Linked DNA regions of Mus musculus: region 1 is linked to region 2. The links are chromatin contacts, called in public Hi-C maps. All regions are on one chromosome and are shown on one strand. Each heading gives the region's core, a stretch centred on a gene start, on an enhancer-like site or on the middle of the called end of the contact. The rest is flanking DNA. Distances are from core to core; before and after follow the strand shown.

Region 1 (4,583 bases), core at 727-3,226, 76 kb before region 2:
TAAGGAGTCCTCCCTGGGTTCCCAGGGTCCCCTAGCAGCATCGAGGCGTTCCTGCAGTAAAGGCTGTTGAGAAGAATCAGACCATGTTGTGTCTTCCTTGCCAGCCGAGGTGGGCGCAGCAAGCTTTATCAAGAAGATATCAAGGCAGAAGCTAAAGAGGTTTAGGGAGTGGTGATCTCAGAGCATGATCCCACTCAGCTAAACTTATTGTTTGTGTTTGCAATTGAACAAGGATTAGTTTGGACTGTTAGTCTGGAATGAACTATAATCCAGAAATGAAGGGCACAATCATGATTCAGATCTTGAGGCTGAAAGACACAGGTTTTGATCCAGATCATGAGGAATAGTGGCCATGAAAATCTTAGGTCCAGGAATGGTGGTATACCTCTAATCCCAGGAGATAAAGGCAAACATATTTTTGAACTGAAAGCCAGCCTGGGACAGAGCAAGTTCTAGGAAAAATTTCTAAGAAAAGCTTATGTCTCGGGCATGGTGGTACACACCTTTAATCCCAGAATTCAGGAAACAGAGCCATGCAGATCTCTGAGCTCAAGGTCTGTCTACAGAGCAAGTTCCAGGGCAGCCAAACTTATTTAGTGAAGGCGTTGGAAAACAGAAAGCTGGTGATAATGTAATAGAACGAGTGGCCCATGTTCCAGCTCTAGCAAGCAGCAGAACTCAGCAGCTTCAGCCACGTGTTTGTCTTTAGAATCAAAGGGGCTAAGGTCAGGAAATGATGATTCATGGGTTAACCAAAAGGGAGCCTGGAGTAAATGATTGAATTGATATGTAATTCCTGAAGAAGTAGCTTATGCAAAATAAAACATAGACTTTGATCTGCAAGAGAGTGCTATCTCAGAGAGCTATCTCGAGCGGAACACAGAGCTGTCAGCTTGCATCCATCACTGACTCTAAGTAATTCATTCACTGGTCCCAGACACCCCTTCCTCAGGACCCTCTCCCAAGCTAAGGCTCGTCCTCAGCATGGAACTATCTTCCCAGTCCCTCCCTCTGCTTTTCTTTGAGACAGGGTGCTACTTTTCTTGACTCTGTTGGCTTTGAACTCACTATGTAGCCCAGGCTGGTTTCAAACTCATGTCAATACTCTTGCCTCAGGCTCACAAGTGCTAGGATTATAAGCACAAGCCAACACATTCACTTAGGGCAATAGTTCTCAAACTTCTCAATGCTGAAACACTTTAATATAGTTCCTCATGTTATGATAACCCTTGTTGAGGTCTGCCCACAGCATAGCTGTAGCCATTTTGTTCCATGCCTGCCAGCTATTTCATATTGTTGCTGTAATATACCTGCCAATCATTGACACAGAAAAATAACTTGACTCACAGCAGGGTCATGCTGACCTCATACCCTTTAAGCTCTGTATGAGATTTGTTAATCTTAGGAAATTTCACAAATTTTTTATAAGACCTATCAAGTTAAATGTCAACATGAACTGTTATGTCTAAAAATGGCTTGAGTCAGAGCTGGCCACCGGGCAGCACTTCCAGTACCTGCATATGAGCTCATTGTCTTCTGTCTTTTCCCTTCATATGCCTGCCCTGAGAAATATTTGTAGTCACAGCTCAGATAATTCTGAGCTATATCCCTGATCGGCTCAGTATTAGTGTGTGCGTTCAATAAACCATCCCTGTCTTACTGAGATTGGTGTTTCTCTGGTTTGTGGAGCAACTCCCAGACCCCAACAACCCCCAACCATAAAATTATTTTTGTTGCTACTTCATAATTGTAATTTTGCTACTGTTATAAATCCTAGTGTAAGTATCTGATAGGCAACTCCCAAAGGGTCATGACCCACAGACTGAGAACCACTGAATCGGTCCATTGTTTTAAAAAGCTCATAGCTCTATGCTTTCACCAGAAAGCTGTGTTTGTGGGAGTCATGACAATAAAGAGAAACCCAGGTATAGAGCCCGGTGGTGTTCAGGACCTGGTGAAGCCTGTCTCTGTCTAAGTGCTTCCTAGGCAAATGTTTTTTAGTTAATTATTTACCCTCTAGGGATAGTCACTTCAGCTTTCATATGAAAACTTACTTAAAACTGGGTTTTGCTTATGGGAATGTACTTTGTACAAGCACACAGACTACAAATATTGTAATACAGGGAGTTTAACATTTATTGAATGCTTAGTGTATTCTAGACATGATTTTAAGTGTGTTACTTTATTACAGCCCAGGATAACCCTACAAGGCAAGAATTGACTGATGGTTTTAATTTTAATTTCAATATTTCTTTATATAATGGGGAAGCTGAGAAACAGTAAATCTGTGAACTTGACAGAGTATATACACAGTGACTGACTGAGGTATTCTGGTAACAAGAGTCTGTCTTGTATTGGTGGAGTTTTGTTTGCTAGAGTCAGGCAGGGCCTAATGTCTGGTTCCTCCTCTTACATTTTGGATTCCTTCCCTGACCCCATGAGCTCCAGGGCTTTGAGTTATTTATTCATATCCCCAGGGGACTGTTTTATCCAGAGTAATATCTAACTCCTCAACAGGTGTTCAGTCAACTCTGTCTGGGGGAGCTGAAGATGCTTTCAGTGAGTCATAGTTCAAGGAAATAAATAGAACTATATAGAAGCTGGAGCAAACTGGGGTGTTTGAACCTATTCAGAAGCCAGTCCCCAGCTCTAATAGAACTGCTAGTAAGAAGCAGGACCCTATGGCACCAACAGACTCTGCTCTTTGACTCAAGACAAATCAAGTGAAGTATCTTAAGTTTTAAACAGCAACATTAAAGCCTACCAGTGCTCCTCAAACCACATGACACATCATGTCAGCTACGGTTCATGGGCCACCATTTTGTAGCCTCTGACCTGAGCCACAATGAAAAGGTGGTCCTCCCAAGTGCAGTGAATTGAGGATTATTGCGAAAGTGACCTCATTCCCTTAAATATTGTCCCAGTGTGACCACAGTTTCCACTATTTTAAGTTTATTCTCCAAGATAAGTTCAAGTTTTCTGTGTTCATTAAGACTGAAAAGTCCAAAAAACCTTGGGAATAAAAATTTTCAATCCCCCAAGAAGCAAGCTGGACTCCTCAGAGTCCACCAACAATGAGCGGTTGATGAGTGACAACCCTGACTTAGAGGGGACAAGTCTGGAGCTGAATCTGCTCCTGGGACACCTGGCCAGAGGAGATAACAAGGCCAGAACTGAGCTGGTCTCTGAAACTCTTCAAGGTCTCATCAAATATAATTATGCTAACTTAACAACCAATCAAAATTGTACTAATGGCACTGCATTCTGGCTGCCAATCATATTAGAGGTTACCTAGCCCTTCTGGAAAATTCCCCTTGCCCTGCATTAAAGGGGGACTGTGAGCCCCATAGGTTGTCACCATTTTGATGAATGGTCGACCCCTGCACGCTCTTTCTTCAGAATAAATGATCTTTGTTTTTGCATACTATTTGAGTCTGGCATCTTCCTTCAGTGATTCTTTGGCCCTGACAAAGACAACATGGCAGAGAAAGCTAACCTCCTAAAACCCATCCCATGCTATGAAAAAAAAAAATGCGACCAGACATTCAAACATCCAGCTAAGAGGCACAGTGAGAGCATCTGAGCAGATGAGAGTAAAGCAATAGAACCATTTAGCCACTAGTTCTGCCGTCCCAGGCTGGCCTCCACAACCTCTCCTGGGCCTAATAGGAAGGAAGCAATGCTGGTAGCTGACAGCAGCAGCAGCAGCAGCAGCAGCAGCAGCAGCAGCAAAAGGTCTCTTAGGCTCTTGCTATTTCAACTGTGGGAAAAAAGGCAGGAGAGGCATGTGCTGGGTAGAACAGAACCTGCAGAAGTGAAGAAGAAGGAAAGTTCAGAACTGAGGAGGGGGTGAGAGCCAGTGGTCTGCCACCAGACCTGATGACTCGTAGGGTGAGGCAGGATGCTCTACTACATGTCATCACCTTCTTCCCCAGAAGCCACAATACAGGCCTAGCCCTTTGTCAGAAGGCACAGACCTACAGTTTACCAGATAAGGGGGCGTCAAAATAACACCAAGAGGCTGTTACCATAGAAGAAATGGACACTGGGTATTAAAACGCTGTCCCAGGTTTGATCTCAGGGAGACCTGACTAGCCATTTAGTCTCCCTGAATTTTAGCTAAGAGAGTGTCTTAGTTAGGATCTTACTGCTGTGAACAGATACCATGATCAAGGCAACTCTTATAAGGACAACATTTAATTGGGGCTGGCTTACAGGTTCAGAGGTTCAGTCCATTATCATCAAGGTAGGAGCACGGCAGCATCCAGGCAGGCATGGTGTAGGCAGAGCTGAGAGTTCTACATCTTCATCTGAAGGCTGGTAGAAGACTAGCTTCCAGGCAGCTAGGACAAGGGTCTTAGAGCCCACCCCCACAGTGACACACTTCCTCTGACCAGGCCACACCTACTCCAACCTCCAGATAATCCCACTCCCTGGGTCAAGCATATTCAAACCACCACAGAAACCCTAAATCCAATGGCAAACAAGACAATTTAGAAGATTTTCCTGCTTGGAAAGTCTGTCTCATTAGTTCCATCCCTGCTTTGCGTTCCAGACCCTGCCAGTGGCTCCTGCAGGGCAAG
Region 2 (4,713 bases), core at 334-2,833:
AGCCCCACCCGGGTGTTCCAGAGTCAAGTGTAGAACAGATGTTGAGCTCTGCTGCTGGTGCCGAATGTTCGTCACAACCATAACTGAATTTTTTGTGACTGTTTCCTATTCCTCTTCTTCCCTACCAGGCATGTCTAAGCTGCAGGCTCCGTGTATCCCAGGATAGCCATAAATGTGGCCCAGCACACTTGAAGATGCCAGTGTCACGTGGGAACATCAAGTCTGGGAACCACTTAGCCTGGGCTGTAAGTTCACTGGCGGAAAAGCTACAGTGACTTGCTTTCTTGCTGTCTTCACCTACAGCAAATGTATCTGGGATACTGGGAATCTTCAAGAGTTGCTCACTGAAATGGATTCATGAGAGAAGTAGTATTCATGAGATAGGAGAACAAGTACTGAAGTACTGAAATTCTTCTTTTTCTTTAAGATTTTTTTTTTTAATGTATAGACAGGCAGATATCTGTGGGCGCCGGATCCTGGGAAACTGGAGTTTACAGGCAGTTGTGCCCAGTGGTATGTGAACTCGGGACTTCTGGAAGAGCAGGAAGCATTCTTAACCTCTAAGCCACTTACTTCACCAGCTCCAAGTACTGGGATTCTCATGTAAGAGGATGTGCTGGGGTGAGATTTGGGAAGATGGCTCTGTGGTAAAGTGTTTGCCATGCAGACATGAGGAGCTAAGTTCAGACACGAGCTGGGCATGGCACATCTGCGATGCTAGCACTAGACAGGGTGGAGACAAGAGGATTCCTCAGGGCACCATGGCTAGCCAGTCTAGGCAAAATAGCAAGTTCTGGCTTTCTTGAGAGAGCCTGTCTCCAAAAATAAAGTGATGAATGAGAGAAAAAAAAATCCTGACATTAACCTCTAGTTTCTATGTGCACATTCAAAGAAACACACACAGACACACACACACTACACTCACTCATACACACACTCACAGAAGAGGCAGGGGAGGGAGAGCAAGAGAGCAGTACTAGCAAGGGATGAGCTAATGTCAGTGATGTTGGTCAAAGTCTTAACTCAGACTGGTCCTACAGGGCTCTGGACAGTGAACTACTCCCTAGGCCTGCTGCCCCCTTAGGGTACTCTGTCAGGCACTGGCTGCAGTGGAGGACCCTCAAGATGCAAATAATTTATGCAACCTCCCTGTTGAGGGTGGCTCCTGAAGGAAAAGGGAAAGTCCCCAGAGAAGAGGCCTTTGTGAGAATCAGCAGCCATCACCCACAGCAGGGGACATGGCAGACCCACCTGTGCAGAGGGCTCAGGGGGACACAAAGCACGTCTTCAGCCAAGGGTGGTGGTACCCACTCTTCACAGGGAGCTGTGGCAGAGGCTTTCAGGTCTTTCTGTGGTCTTAGGTTTCTTCTGCTGCACTTTGCAAGATAGAGTGGATTCCTTTCATCCTGTGGGGATTTTTATCAGACATGACAGAAGCTAAAATGTTAATTGCCCACATTCCTGGGTTGCCTGGGCCCTGGCATGTCTTCTGCAGCCAGGAGCAACCACAGACATAGCCTCAGCACCACAGGGACCCTCAAATGGCAGATTCCATCCCCACATGCTCTCCTCTGCGGAAGAAAGACAGGCCCCTCACTCCTTCCTTAGCTGCCCCGCAGGTGCCCACTCAGTGGTGGCCTGGCAGCCTGCACCAAAGAATGTCACTCTGGCTTAAGGCCCAGCCTCAGACAAAAGCCCTTTTGGAGCTAAGCCTACATCCTCTGGCTGACAAGACCCTCCCCCATCACCAACCAGGGAGGGCAGCTAAATTCATCTCCCTCCAACTGATGCTCCCCACAGGGCAAAGCCACCTCCCTACTCAGGAAGCAAAAGGCGTCTGAACTCTTTTGCCTCTGGCTTTCCGACAAATAGCTGACTGTCCTCACACTGAACAGGAGAGGGTGATCAGACAACACTGCCCCAGACCAGGCCAAAGAGGCCTCCAGACACACGTGTGCACTGGGAGCTGGGAGGAGGGGGCTAAGCATCAAGAACAAAGGACAACCTTCACACCCAACCCTGCCTCTGGCCGGGAGCTTGGAGTCACACTGCCTTGAGTTTAAATTTCTGTTTTGCTGGGAGTACCAGCCAACCACTGGGCAGGTCCGGCCCTGAACTCTTTGCCACTTTTCCATGAAGAGAAGAATACCAGGTGATTACCTGTTTTGAAGATTAAGAGTAATAGTATAAGATCCTAGTAGACCTCACCTGGCAGCCTGGCACTGTCGCCACAAACCAGTCTTCTGCTACATTCCCTCCTGATCCCACAGCTGAAGACCTCAGCCCCTTAGACCGCCAATTTGCAAATGAATGGACTTAAACTTAAACTTCTTCAGTTTTGTTTCCCTGGAAAACATTCCTAGAACCCTACTTGTTAGGCCTTAAAACCCGGGCCGCAGCGACCTCCTCTCAGGTTGATCCTTAAACCCAGCCTTTGTTTTTTGAGATGCTGACAATTACTGCAGCTCTTTGTTCAGTGTCTCTTGGCTAACTGTCAGCTCCCGAGGATGTGGCTGTCCTGACGCCAATTTGAACTGATTTTTTTTTTTTTTTTGCAAGTGAAATTTCAAGGGACAATGTGCCAGGTGTCTCAGTGAGCTGGAGTCTGGTGGGCTCTCTGTCCTCTGCTCTGTAAGAGCCCTCATTCATGTTTGGGTGGTGAGAGACTTGTTTTCACACTTGGTATTTCATTCCATCTTCACAATGATGGCGCTGAGGTGGCTATTGATCCGCCCACTTTGCAATTATCCCATTCATGAATAAGAAAACCAGTAAGACCGTACATATGGAGGGCGGGATGTGTGGCACCTGCTGCTTTGGCGGTGGGACCTAGGCTTCTGTTTAGGAAGCGTTATTTCAGCAAGCTGTTGAACGTCTCTTCTGCTTCAGGTATGCTGCGATACATACATGGGTTACAGAAGAGTGAACACCTCCTAGCTGGAGAGGCAGGTGTATAAACCACACCGTGTGATATGCTTTATAGTATATATACCTCCACCAGCTTCACTACCCTCTCCTTGCTCCAAGTTTCTTTTCAATGTTCACGGCAGTCCTTCATCCAGAAAGGGGCCTGGCTCTTATGCTTGGTTTAAGTGATGAACATGGCTAGGCCACTGTTCATGGAGCTGTGTGCTTACAAATTGGGGCTGTAATAAAGAGTTCCCTGTCATGTTATACTTCAGAACTCTTAAGATATTCACGCTTCATATACACAAGGGAAATCCCCGAGTATGAATTCCCCTATTATTCAAAGATTACTGTTGTGAGTTGGGTCACAACTCCCAAAAAGAGATTGTTGCAGTCCCAACCCCCATTCTCATAACTATGACCTTATTTGGAAATATGGTCATTGTGGATGTAATTAAATTAAAGCCATAGTGAATAAAGACAGAACCTAAACCCAATGACTAGGAGGCTTGGGGACACCGACCTTTGAGAAAGAAGGTCACGTGACACAGAAGAGAGACCTGAAACACAACTCTAAGCCAAGGATGCCCAGATCACCCATAAAGACACAGAAAGGGAGTCCCCCTTAGGACCAGAAGGAACTAGTCCTGCTGATACCTTGATTCTGACTTAGGCCCCTCAACTATGAGATAATCGAGTTGTCCTTTCAGCTGCCCAGGCTGTGATTCTAAGAAGGATCATGTTCGAATCCCCGAGCAGTCTCTTGGTAGAAGGTAGAGAATGTTCCCAAATGTGATTCTAACATAATTGTTTGGCGGCCTTCTTAATTTCAGCCTATTCGAGTCACCTTTCCGCCTCTCTGGACCAAATGTCTTAGTTGGTGTCACTTGAATAGAGAAGTCATGAAGAGAATCTGGGGGCACATGAAAGGGAAGAATGTGGGGAGGGTGCGGGGGGGGTGATGGTAGCGGAGATTCAAATAAAGCCGGGTGCCTAATCAACACACTAAAGAGGACCACTGGCCTGCTAGCCTCTCCCAGCATCCCTCAGTCTCTACCTGTTACAGGGCACTCCAGCTAGTATACCCTCCTCCCTGACCCCTAACCTGAACTCTCCAGGCCAAGTGTTGGGCTGGGTTTCCCTTCCCCCAGCTCCTTTGGCCCTTGTATAACTCAACCATTTTGACCCTGCCAGTCTCTTGGCCAGTCTCTTGGCCCAGGCCCCCTCTCTAGGTTAGCGGTTCCTCTCTGGTTCCCCATCTCCTCTCACATGGCCCAGCGCAGTCTGCTCATGTTTACTCTGGACCCTCTCTGGTGTCCCTGCCTCTGACTATGCTCTGCCTTTTATCTACAATAATTGTTCTCCTCACCATACCTAGAAACCATCATGCCCTTTCTATTTATTTTTTTATTCAAATATTACCTGTATCCATTCTTCTTTGCTATTATTTTTTTAAAGCATTACTAATCTTTTTGATAAAGTCCCAATTCTCATTACATAAATACTTGGGTTCATTTTATAAAACTTAGGAAATACACGAAAACAAATGACATAAACAAAAACAACCTATCGTCCACATCCAGGCAGCTGCCATTTTTGTTTTGATGTGTTCTTTGAGCGTGTATATTTTTTCTTTCTCAAAAGCCAAAGCTCTACCATACTTGCATACATGGCTTTCCTTTCTCTTCTTTGATAAACTCAGATTTTCAGGACCACACTTGAGACCCATTCTGGTGTCTCCCTTTACTCCGAGTTTTCACTCTGTTCTGGTTGTGGTTCATGACAAAGCAATTGGCTTAGGGAGTG

Evidence for each region. A called contact is a pair of places that touch in the nucleus more often than the background predicts.
Region 1: a contact with region 2 is called in a Hi-C map of the C2C12 cell line, with 2.2 times the contacts expected there. The contact joins two enhancer-like sites. A contact is called at or near these places in 2 of 15 datasets of contacts at CTCF or cohesin (CD8 T cells and the NIH/3T3 cell line) and 2 of 484 Hi-C or Micro-C datasets (the C2C12 cell line and liver).

Annotation. Positions count from the first base shown.
Region 1 is chr15:59,228,649-59,233,231 of GRCm38.p6, reverse strand. No RefSeq gene overlaps it. Among named protein-coding and RNA genes, the nearest start is that of Gm36617, 15 kb to the left of the region's middle. Within about 2 kb of position 1,976, at least 14 of the 459 cell types and tissues checked have an H3K27ac peak or open chromatin away from gene starts, as enhancers often do. A contact at or near this core is called in the C2C12 cell line, where this site is marked.
Region 2 is chr15:59,151,716-59,156,428 of GRCm38.p6, reverse strand. No RefSeq gene overlaps it. Among named protein-coding and RNA genes, the nearest start is that of Mtss1, 72 kb to the right of the region's middle. Within about 2 kb of position 1,583, at least 79 of the 459 cell types and tissues checked have an H3K27ac peak or open chromatin away from gene starts, as enhancers often do. A contact at or near this core is called in the C2C12 cell line, where this site is marked.